4 separate regions of the Sus scrofa genome follow, and all the other regions are linked to region 4. The links are chromatin contacts, called in public HiChIP or PLAC-seq maps. All regions are on one chromosome and are shown on one strand. Each heading gives the region's core, a stretch centred on a gene start, on an enhancer-like site or on the middle of the called end of the contact. The rest is flanking DNA. Distances are from core to core; before and after follow the strand shown. Region 1 overlaps LOC106508008 (a long non-coding RNA gene). Region 2 has its middle 140 kb from the start of BCL6. Region 3 overlaps LOC106508361 (a long non-coding RNA gene). Region 4 overlaps LPP (lipoma-preferred partner).

Evidence for each region. HiChIP or PLAC-seq counts read pairs in DNA pulled down with a chosen protein or histone mark.
Region 1: an H3K27ac HiChIP or PLAC-seq map of skeletal muscle shows a contact between it and region 4. The contact joins two enhancer-like sites. A contact is called at or near these places in 2 of 5 promoter capture datasets (fetal liver and skeletal muscle), 4 of 47 Hi-C or Micro-C datasets (embryonic fibroblasts and skeletal muscle) and 2 of 2 datasets of contacts at active chromatin or transcription factors (alveolar macrophages and skeletal muscle).
Region 2: a contact with region 4 is called in an H3K27ac HiChIP or PLAC-seq map of alveolar macrophages. The contact joins two enhancer-like sites. A contact is called at or near these places in 2 of 2 datasets of contacts at active chromatin or transcription factors (alveolar macrophages and skeletal muscle).
Region 3: an H3K27ac HiChIP or PLAC-seq map of skeletal muscle shows a contact between it and region 4. The contact joins two enhancer-like sites. A contact is called at or near these places in 1 of 47 Hi-C or Micro-C datasets (skeletal muscle) and 1 of 2 datasets of contacts at active chromatin or transcription factors (skeletal muscle).

What each region holds. Positions count from the first base shown.
Region 1 is chr13:125,418,396-125,421,095 of Sscrofa11.1, forward strand. All of the region lies in intron 3 of LOC106508008 (a long non-coding RNA gene), which reads left to right. Among named protein-coding and RNA genes, the nearest start is that of BCL6, 30 kb to the left of the region's middle. Within about 2 kb of position 1,291, at least 2 of the 83 cell types and tissues checked have an H3K27ac peak or open chromatin away from gene starts, as enhancers often do. A contact at or near this core is called in alveolar macrophages and skeletal muscle, where this site is marked.
Region 2 is chr13:125,526,215-125,528,975 of Sscrofa11.1, forward strand. No RefSeq gene overlaps it. Among named protein-coding and RNA genes, the nearest start is that of BCL6, 140 kb to the left of the region's middle. Within about 2 kb of position 1,492, at least 26 of the 83 cell types and tissues checked have an H3K27ac peak or open chromatin away from gene starts, as enhancers often do. A contact at or near this core is called in alveolar macrophages, where this site is marked.
Region 3 is chr13:125,554,579-125,557,278 of Sscrofa11.1, forward strand. It overlaps LOC106508361 (a long non-coding RNA gene), which reads left to right. Exons shown (of 2, transcript XR_001304512.2): 2 at 154-357. LOC110256388 (a long non-coding RNA gene) reads right to left here. Exons shown (of 2, transcript XR_002337801.1): 2 at 1,620-2,700. Among named protein-coding and RNA genes, the nearest start is that of BCL6, 170 kb to the left of the region's middle. Within about 2 kb of position 1,278, at least 3 of the 83 cell types and tissues checked have an H3K27ac peak or open chromatin away from gene starts, as enhancers often do. A contact at or near this core is called in skeletal muscle, where this site is marked.
Region 4 is chr13:125,916,378-125,919,077 of Sscrofa11.1, forward strand. All of the region lies in intron 2 of LPP (lipoma-preferred partner), which reads left to right. Among named protein-coding and RNA genes, the nearest start is that of LPP, 140 kb to the left of the region's middle. Within about 2 kb of position 1,369, at least 23 of the 83 cell types and tissues checked have an H3K27ac peak or open chromatin away from gene starts, as enhancers often do. A contact at or near this core is called in alveolar macrophages and skeletal muscle, where this site is marked.

The DNA.
Region 1 (2,700 bases), core at 41-2,540, 500 kb before region 4:
GGACCCGGGATGGAAAGGCACCAGCTGGGCTAGTGAGCTGCAGCATGAAGTTCAAGATGCAGTCGTTTAACTTCAGAGTGGTGCCTTTTCCCATGCTGTGGTGTTAATAAATACATTCATTGCTCCCTGTTCTGAGCAAGACCCTGAGCAAGCCCTTCCGCATATGCCCTAATGCCATCCTTGCAATGGCCCTGAGAGGTAAGTGTTGTTGCATTTCAAAAGCAGAAACGTTTTAATTCTGCCCCTACTTTTCTTTTTTCTTCTTTCTTTTTTACATAATGATTTTTTTTATTATAGCTGGTTTACAGTGCTTTGTCAGTTTTCTACTGTACAGCATGAGTGACCCAGTTACACATACATGTATAGATTCTTTTTTCTCACATTATCATGCTCCATCATAAATGACTAGATACAGTTCCCAGTGCTACACAGCAGGGTCTCACTGCTTGTCCATTCCAAAGGCAATAGTCTGCATCTATTAATCCTAAACTCCTAATCCATCCCACTCCCTCCCCCTCCCCCTTGGCAACCAGGAGTCTATTCTCCAAGTCCATGATTTTCTTTTCTGTGGAAAGGTTCATTTGTGCCATATATTAGATTCCAGATAAAAGTGATGTCATATGGTATTTGTCTTTCTCTTTCTGATTTGCTTCACTTAGTATGAGAGTCTCTAGTTCCATCCATGAAATCTTTCCAAATCTTTTCTTTTTTTCCCAAATATTTTATTGTGAAAATGTAAAAATATAAAGAATATTTAAACAAAATTCATATCTACCATTAGATTCTACTACTAATATTAGTTTTCTTTTTGAGGATACTGATGATTCCCTATGAGGCATGCTGGTTTAGGGGTTCATGCTTTACCCACTCTTTTGGCCCTTGGGAACCCCTGAGCCTGGAGTGTTACCTGCACATGAGCATATGCAGCTTTTCTAAAAATGGAAAATCCAAATTCATCTCTTTGCAAAAATCTTCCAGTTCCTCCTGCATTTGGCCAACCTCTCCTGTGTGGTGAAAGTCACCATTTAAATATGAAACCCAGCTCAGTTTCCAAAAATTTAATTGCATTATTAAGAATTAGTTGAAACTGGGCTTTGTCAATCTCTGAGGGGCAAGGCTGGGACTGAAGCTGACCAAACCATCAAGGCTGGCCAGAAATTCATTGCAATTGCTGAAATACTTAATGTAATCTGGGGCTGTGTTGGTTGGCGACACCACCTCCAGTACAGTGAGTACCCGCTGGGTAGGGCATAGTTCTAGGCTCTCTGGGGGAAATACAAATTAGTGGCTAGAGAGAAAGACTGGCTTTACCACGGATCCAGTGACAAGTATGTCAAAGGCCAAAGAAAGATGATCAGGCAAGAGCTGGTAAAAATTCATAGCCAGCCCCACAGCCGCAGGCAGCAAGAGCTGGATTCCCAACATCAGCTTTCTTTGCACTTGTTCAGTCCAGGAGTCAGGTAGGAAAGATCCTGTGTTCAGCCCTGTTGCCTTCCAGATTTGATTAAGGCTCTTAGGAGAGTCATGACCTCAGCCTGGAATGGCAACACAGGAAAAAGACAACAAAAAAGAAAGAGAAGATGACTAAAGCATTTAGTGCAAGAGGAGGGGCGATGGATGGAGTGAAAACTGGGAAGTTTCCACTTGATTTTCAAGGCCACGGGTATAATGAAAGGCCTCATTTTCTTGTGCTATTGTTAAGCCTTTCAAAAGAGTCTCCTCTGCAAGCCTGCCCCCAAACCATAGGTCTAGGATGATTTCTCTCCATGCCTTTTGGCTTGGTTTGCTGATTTATAAAGGGGGAAAGCAACTGCTACCTTACAGGTATTCTTTTGAGGATTAAATGTGGTAAAGCTCAGTAAATGGCTCATTAACATAAATGTATAGAAAATAGACTGTTTGATATCCTATCCAGCTAGCCCAGCCATCTGGTAAAAAGTAGGACCAGACAGTTAGACTCATGTAACAGAAATTTGGAAATCATCTGATCCAACACCTGAATGTGGTAGATGAGAAGGGAGAAAGCAGCAAGTGCTTCCGACCAAGGGTGCAGAGAAAGACAGAGGCTGAGGAGGGCTTTGTGGGTGTGGGGAGGAATGAGAGACAGAGCTTTGCTGAACCCCTTGTGATATAATCTAAACTCATAATGAAGAGAGACATAGGCAGAGTCTGCATTTCAGAAGTCGAGGCTCAGAGTTTCCAAATGGAAGTAGTCTCCCTCAGATCCAAGAGCTAAAAAGCAGATGAGGGAGATTTAAACCCTGGCTGAGTTCAGAGCCCATGCTCTTGACCTTACACCATCTCACCAGGTTTTCTGCTTCCTTGCAAAGACCCATTTTTCAAGGTTTCCGTAGCACCTTCAGAAAAGAGGGGTGGCTTGGGAAGGGGGTTGTTTTTATGTTTTTTAAAGTCTGTGAATCCCTGTGGAACCCTTCTTTACACAGCTCAGTTTTACAATCTAAGATGTCTAAGTCCACAGGCTGCCCCAGGCCTCTTTCATCCCTAACATTCTCGGTGTTTCACACCAAAAAGAAAATGGTCCTCCTTTGCCTCCAAATCCAAGTAGTCCTTACCTACAAAAATGGCTTCTTTAAAATCATCTGCCTATGTTATTTATGGTTATCTGAGGCCCGTGCAAAGAGACTCACCTTCCATTTCCTTCCCCCAGGACCTAGTAGGTGCTAAATACACTTTCTAGTA
Region 2 (2,761 bases), core at 242-2,741, 390 kb before region 4:
GGCTAATTTCTATAGCAATTGTTACTTCTATTTCTCCTTCTTCCTCTCTTCATATGAAAATTGAAACATGGTTATGACGCAATTATTTGATATAGACATTAGAAAATATGATCCAAAAGCAAAGGGCTACATAAAATTCTTATTTTTTTGCCTAATACTTATTTTATTATCCTGCAAGCATTCTCAGACTTCCTGTGATGAAGATCATTCTCTTAGTTTCTAAGCAAGATCCCCTAAGGAATTAAAAGTTTGGGCAAGTTTCTGCTATGGAATAGCAGAGCTGGAAGGTACCTTAGGAATTATCTACTTCAATCAACAAGTTTTAAATATGGAGATATTGAGGCTTGGAAGGGAAATGTGGCTTGTTCAAGGTCACTAAGTGACTCAGGGGCCAAGCTGGACATAGGTCTCTTGGCAGTTACTGCAATGTCTCTGTCTATACACGAGGCCAAGTCACCAAGCTGACCCTGCTCTTGCCCAACACCCTGTCTGAATTTTCTGTCTGAAATGAGCCTAGACCATTATAAGCATTACAACAGGACTGCCAGAGGTGTGGCTAAGCAGATCATTTGCCCAGCCTTACACGAAATTGAAGAATCCTGTAATGGGGAAAGTATCTGGACAGAAGCAGTGTCACCAAGAGTTCCAAAGGAAGCACGCGGTGACCAACACAATACCAAGCCCAAAGACGACAGCCAGAGCTGATAAGGGACTGTGCCTTTAAAGTATAGACTCATGGAGCTGGGGAGAACCTTGGAAATTATCCAGAAGACAAAGCAGCACTGCAACATGAAGTCTTGTCTTCTAGAAATTACCCTGTTATTTACCTGTCATTAGTAAGTTACTCCCCTTCTCTAGTCCTCAGTTTCCAAGTGTACAAACTAAACAGGATGAGCTAGATGATACCCAAAGTACTTTTCAAATCTGAAAATTTTCTACTCTATAAAGCATCTGATTTCCTAGTTTGACACTTGAGGAAAAAGAGGCCTACAGAGGTTCAGTAACGTGCCTAAGGTCACACAGTGCTTCAGTGGCAGAGTAGTAACTGGAGTCTAGGCCAGCATTCTACCTACTGCCCCACATGGCTACAACCATCTCTTCCAAGCTGCCCTGGAGCCTTGTGGTGAATTGTGAAACTGCTGTCCCCAGACTCTCGCAATTGCCCTCTTCTTTATGCCTGTGGGACTGTTGGCAGCACACAGAGGGCTGTGGGAGAGAAGTCTGAGCGATCTCTGCCCTGGGAGTGGAGCAAGGATCAAATCAGCTCCTTTTTTTTCCTCACTCTAGTAGAAATGAAACCAAAACCAGCTCCTTAACTTAGAAGGCAGAGAGGCTAGAAGAGAGTGGCCCTCAGCCTCAGCTTATGCAGAGCCCTGGGATAGTGGCAGAGAAAGGCCCTTTTCCTGGGGGCAGGAGGATCTTTCACCTGAGTCTCTACAGAATGAAACCAGATGATGGCTGAGATCCAAAGCAAGGTGCTTGACCTAGGAGAAGCAACACTGGGTCAAGATGCAGAAAGACTCTCTGCAGCATGGCTCAGAAATGTGCTTCCTGAGTGACGTTGAGTCATTTCACATCCCATCAAAAATGGGGAAGGAATCATGCAGAAGAAAAAGAATTGTGCTTTAAATCTAATGTTACCTTTGAGCCTTACAATTGATCTTGGAGCCAGATACAGAAAGCATTTTCCTCACCTATTTCCTTTGCAAGACAGTAAAGAAGCTGTTTTTAAAAGCGATTGGGAGTTCCCTAGTGATCTAGCAGTTAAGGATTTGGCTTTGTCACTGCTGTGGCTTGGGTTCAGTCCCTGGCTCAGGAATTTATGTATGCCACAGGCACAGCCAAAAAGGGGAAAAAATTTAAAAGAAAAGTAATTGAAGTGGACCAGCTCTGAATATCAGACATTGTTATTAGCAAATGTGATAGATTTCACATCTTCATACTTTAAAGATGCATGTAACCTAGGTCTTCCTTTCTTTCTCAAGAGGAAGCCACATGGCTTCACAAACCCTCCTGCCAAGGAATCTCCTTTTTTTTTTTTTTTGTCTTTTTAGGGCTGCATCCGCAGCATATGGAAGTTCCCAAGCTAGGGGTCAAATTGGAGCTACAGCTGCTGGCCTGGCCACAGCCACAGCAACGCAGAATCCGAGACACATTTGAGACCTACACCACAGCTCATGGCAATGCTGGATCTTTAACCACTTTTCAAGGCCAGGGATTGAACCGGTGTCCTCAATGTATACTAGTTGGGTTCATTACCACTAAGCCACGACAGGAACTCCGGGAACATTTTTGGTAATCCTGCTTTTGATGTGACTTGCAAAAAAAGCAGAAGCAAAGATTACAGACACGCTGCTTGACGCCTAGTTCCCATTCCCTGTTGTTGAACGAATGTAATTAAAGGAAGAAAGGAAGCGGGTCTCCAGAGAGATATAATGTCTATTCCTAAGCCCTTTTTTTTTTTTTAATAAACTTCAGATAATCAGAAGTTCGAGGTCAGAGGATAACTTAAGGCCATCAGAAGTTGGCCAGATTGGACTCATATTCTCTAGAGAATTCTGGCCTTTTGGCAGCCAGATAGAGTGCTGAACGCCAAGCCAGGCTGTGTTTGGGCGCAGCTCCAGGCTCCAGCCCCTTGGGCCTGGGCTTCAAGATGCACAAGGATCCCGGCAGCAAGCAGGGTCCATTCCTGAACATACGCTTTTAATCAGAGACACTGGGACCTGGATGGGATGCCAGGCATAATTTAATTCCTCTCACT
Region 3 (2,700 bases), core at 28-2,527, 360 kb before region 4:
GAGAAAGTTCAAGTTTTGAAACTGCTAATGCCTTCCTGCGATGGTGTGTGGGACTCGGTGGGGGTGGGGAACAGTAAGCCAGACAGTTCATCTTAGGGGTAACCTCTTTGGTTTATGTAAAATAAATGACTCATATCAAATTCATTTTTGTAGGCTGCCATGCCTGAAGGAGGACCAAGCCATGCTCAAAAGAGATTGAGTCCTTCTTACAATTAATCAGCTACACCCCTGTGTTGTATGTCTTGATGTCTAATTTCCAGAGGAAAGATTGTTGTCAAACCAAATAAATGACGATGCTTTTGGAAAAGAAAAAAAAAAAAAAAAAAGCAATCAAAAGGAAAACCCACCTCTCCTCAATGTAAAGATGTCGATATGAACTCACCTATTGTTTGTATTTCACACCCACAGTCTTGATGCCTATTATCTCTGAAATTATATCAGTTTCCAAAAATCACTTGAAACACTCCTACACCTGGAGCTTTTGATAAACAGTCCAGCTCCTACAGAGAGAAGCACTTTTTGTGTGTGCATGCATGTGTGCGTGTGTGTGTGTGTGTGTGTGTGTGTGTGTGTGTGTGTTAGAGGTTGAAAGACAGAGAAAGACAAGTTGGGGGAGATGGAGAAAGTGACAGTACAGTTGTGAGTTGCACCCTAGACACCTGCGAAGACCAGAGGGGCTTTACTGTAACCTAGAAGAAAGTCAATGGGTACGGGGCTTCCCTCCATGGATCTCGCTCTTGAGACTGTAAGAAACTTTGAGGGTAATTTTACTCTGATGCTAAGAATAAAAATAATGATTAATGTTTTTGAGCACTTACAATGTTCCAGGAACTTTTCTAAGAGCTTTAATACATATGAAATCACATATTACTCACAAGTCTATGAGGCTGATACTATTATTATCACATTCTATAGATGAAAGGAAAAAAAAAAAAGAATCACAAAGAGGCAAGCTCCCCCATCTCTGGCTTATTGACACTGAATTAAAATCTTGCTGATCCCCATCAAGACTGAGGATGCCACTCTCTCTGGGAAGCACCGTCAGGGAAACAGAATGTTACCCTCCTCTGAAGCCCCAAGATTTCTCCTGGTGTTGAAGCCACTGCCTTAAACTACAGTGATCCCGGGAGTTTCGTCGTGGCTCAGCAGGTTACCAACCCCACTAGTATCCATGAGGATGAAGGTGTGATCTCTGGCCTCGCTCAATGGGTTAAAGGAACCGGCATTGCCGTGAGCTGTGATGTAGGTCACAGACAAGTCTCGGATCCCGAGTTGCTGTGGTTGTGCTGTAGGCTGGCAGCTGTAGCTCCAATTCGACCCCTAGTCTGGGAACTTCATATGCCACAGGTACGGCCCTGAAAAGCAAAACAAACAAAAACCTAATGATCTGGGCACCTGCCAAATCATCTCTGGAAGAGTTTAAGTTTTTTAGGATCAGGGTAGTATTAATATTATGGCTGTTTTCCCACAGCCATAGCAAACTGCCTGGCACTACACAGGCACTTAAGAAATACTAGCTGAATAAGTAGATGGAGAGACTCAAGTTTCAGACCCAAGTTCTCACAGTCATGTTAGAAAAATCAATACACAGCCAGCTCTCCAGAGTCAAAGCTATCTGTGACTTTTAAAATAAAACACCTCATTTATTTTTAGCCCTGTAGGGTTTTCCTCTGAATTCATTTTCACTTCTTAGATGCTTACAGTGGGTGCCCTGTCCATTTGGCCTGGGAAGTAGGTTTCAAAAGAAATACTGTAATGCAAGAGAGAAAACTTAAATCATGTCAAGTTCTGAAGTTTGTTGTGCCCCCATTGCTAATCCTGAAGTTAATTTCACCCAGGTTAAACTGACATCGTTCTTAGCTTTCAAGGAGCTCCTCATCATTTTAGAAATAGAGCAGAACTCCATTGAGAACAGAGCCTCATCCCCAAAGCATATCAGGATGATAGAGAAAACCTGAGATGTAGCAAGATGCCTCTGATAAAAGCATAATCTTATAAGAACCTCCTTAAAATAGACAATCCACCAAAACTCACCCAATTTAACCCTCTCATTTGGGGATAATGTGGCTCAGAGAGAAGAAATGAGTTGCCAAAGGTGACAAATCAGTTTTAAAAAAGAAGTGAGGATAGACTTGGGGCAGGGAACTCCTAGGTGAGAGTCTTGCCTTTTATATTTTGCTAGCCTTCATGACTGGGTTACAAGTCAGTGATACCTAAAATAAAGCCAATTACATTTGAGGCAAAAGTTTGACGTGGGTTTGAGAAAGTCCTTAGCTCAAGCAAGAGTTAAGGGCCGGGATGACGGGGTGGAGGGTGAGGGATCTCTATTTTTGACCACATGCTAAACATTTGTACCTACTAAGCATAGCAGGATAAATTAGTTGGTTGGCGTCAAAGGACCGTGAGTCACTGTTCTAACCAGCAATAAATCCAGTTGCTGGCACAGAAGGGATCAAATGCAAAATGACAGCTGAGATGGGAGCATACTGGCCTCCCTCCATCCATGGTTCTTCTGTCCCTGTCCATGCTGGTGGAAAATGTTACATTGCCTCACAGTGACGTTGAGGCTTTTAGAGTAGTTACGATCTCATAATATTGCTGGTGGCTAAAAAGCCAGCAGAAGTGAGTATGTCTGTGCAGATGACAATGACAAGTGGGTGAAGTCCCAGCCTTGATCCTGACTCAGTACCTGATTTTGGA
Region 4 (2,700 bases), core at 119-2,618:
GGGGTTGAATTGGAGCTGTAGCCACCGGCCTACACCAGAGCCACAGCAATGCGGGATCTGAGCCACGCCTGCAGCCTACACCACAGCTTACGGCAACACTGGATCCTTAACCCACTGAGCAAGGCCAGGGATTGAACCTGCAACCTCATGGTTCCTAGTCGGATTCGTTAACCTTTGAGCCACTGAAGGTCACAGGTCATATGATTCCATTTATATGAAAAGTCCATAATAGGAAAATTCATAGTCTATGAAGACAGAAAGTAGATTAGTGGTTGCTGGCAGGGGTGGGGTGGGGCATAGGGAGTGACTGCTAATGAGTATGGGATTCTTTTGGGGTCAGTGAAAATGTTAAGTTAGATTGTGGCAGTGGTTGCACAGCTCTGTGAATATACTAAAAACTGAATTGTAGATTTTAAATGGGTGAACTGTACGGTTTGTGAATCATATGTCAATAAAGCTGTTAAAAAATCAGTACCTTGCCTTTCGATCTACAATCTCTGAGGGTTGTTTCAGCAAATCGGATCATCTATAGTGCCAAATTTTTAACTCACCTGATTTTTTTTTTGGGCCAAGAAGTCATGTATACTTAACAATGGTGACCATTCAGAAGGAAAACTTGTTAATACAACCAGAGCCACTAGACTTGAAATTTATTTCTGCCCAACTTCATGCACAGTCTTTTCAGGAGCTTGAAAAATTTATACTTCCAGAAATGTTGATTAGTGAGATATCTGATAAGAAATAACAGGGTACTGACAGCCCTGATTGTATAAATAGGCGTTTGGGATTGTGTTCATGGTTTGCTTGTCAGTATAGGAGAAATGTGTGATTATGTTGAATGGTGGTTAATTTCCTTATCCACCCATTTTAAAAATAAAGATGTACGGCTGGGAGACAGGTGCCCAGGGAGAAGAGGAGCCCTGAAGCCTTGATAATGAACCCCAGAAAGAAACAGGTTCCTATTGAGGAGTTGGCATTTGAGTCTTGGCCCATGTCAGGCTGTCTGATGAGCTGGGGAACTGTAACTGGTGCCTTAAGATTTTCTATTTACTCTTGTTCTCTGTTTGTTTAGACAGCTTTCCCCCCTCCTCTTTCAAGATCACTGTCCTACCCTCTGTGACTGACTTACTGTGTCAACAGAGTTGGAAGAGCAGCCAGTGGTTGTGTGTAGAGGCTGGAGGAAAGCTGTGCTTTCTAGCTTTGTATGTGAGCAGTTCATATACAAACACTTCTCTTTGATTAAGTATCCAGTGAAACCAATTCACATGAACTCCAATTAAACTTTAATGAACAAGTGGGTGTATTAATATCAGCTGAGTAATGCAGGCAGCACAGATTCCAGTAAGTGAGTCACTTCTGAGCAGCTCATTCCCCATGCACGGTTAGAATTACTAGAAAGCTTCCAGCTATATTTGAGTGGATCTGGTCTGGGCCTTGTAATTCTAGCAATCCTCAGGGCTTGTTATTCATCTCGTGACAAAACCACAGTGATCCAGACCTCTGTTTTCAGAGCTAGGAATGGGGTTGGGGAGACTTTTTCAAATTGAGCAATTAGGCCTTTTCATGAAGGAGTGACCACATGGACTTTTATGTTGTTCTCCTTCTGTTTTTTCTTTTTTCTTTTTCTTTTTTTTTTTTTTTTTTTGGTGAGAGTTCTTTCTCCTTCAACCCAGGGACAATTGTAGGTGAAGGTCAAGGCAGTGAAAGTGGAATCTTCAGTTTTGAACTGAACGTAGTCCCCCCTAAGTCTCACGTCATCCCCTCCTGCTATTCTGCCTCAAGTTGGCAAGCCTCCGATAGTTATACCAGACACAGTGAGATGTGCTTGGCATGGTGAGCCTCTGAGGGCACAGACCCTGTTCCTTCAACTGTACCTATTTCCTAGGGAAGATTAAATGAGATAATGAGTATAATGCTCTTATGTTCATGGCTAGTACATAATGAGTTGTCCATAAACATTAGTTAATTCGTGCCAGTGGAGGAGTGATGGGAGATGGAGATGATTGTGACTTGACAGTGGAGGGACTAAGACTCTCCTAGATATTTGACTTACACTTAAAAATGTCTGTGATTACAGAGTGATAAAGATCAAGTGTGAATGAGCAGGGAGGATTCAGGGACCAAAGAGATTCCTGAGGTTGGCGGCACCTGAGAGGCTGCGTGATCCTGGCCTGTGGGTCAGGTAGAGGGTAGGGTGAGGGAAGGATTTGGAAAGGCAGTTTGAGAATGAATGAAGAAAGTGAGCGAAGGCAGAAGCCCCTGACATACGACGTGCAAGGTAGGGAATGTTTGGTGTGGTTAGATTGGATGATGTGTTGGGGCTGGAGGGGGCTCACTGAGGCTGAACCCAGCCTCTGCCTTAGCCCCCAAGCCTCAGTTCTTTGGTGTTCATCTAGAAACCAGTTGAAGGTAATGCAGTGGTCAGACAGCTGGAGATAAACACTAGGTTGGAGAATGGGCTTTAGGCCTGTTAGCTCAGTGGGCTTGTTAACACAGCATCCCTGAATCAGAGTTACCCTCTTCCTCTCAGATGACATCTGTGTGTGAGGACCGTAGTGGACAGAGCCTGTAAAATTCCTAACCTTGAAGGGCAGAGAGCTTGTGCTTCCTGCAGTCAGGTACCTCCCAGGACTGGGAGGAAGGGCCTGAATTGTACACTCCCAGTTCCTTCTCCAGACTTGATACTTAGATAAATCATCG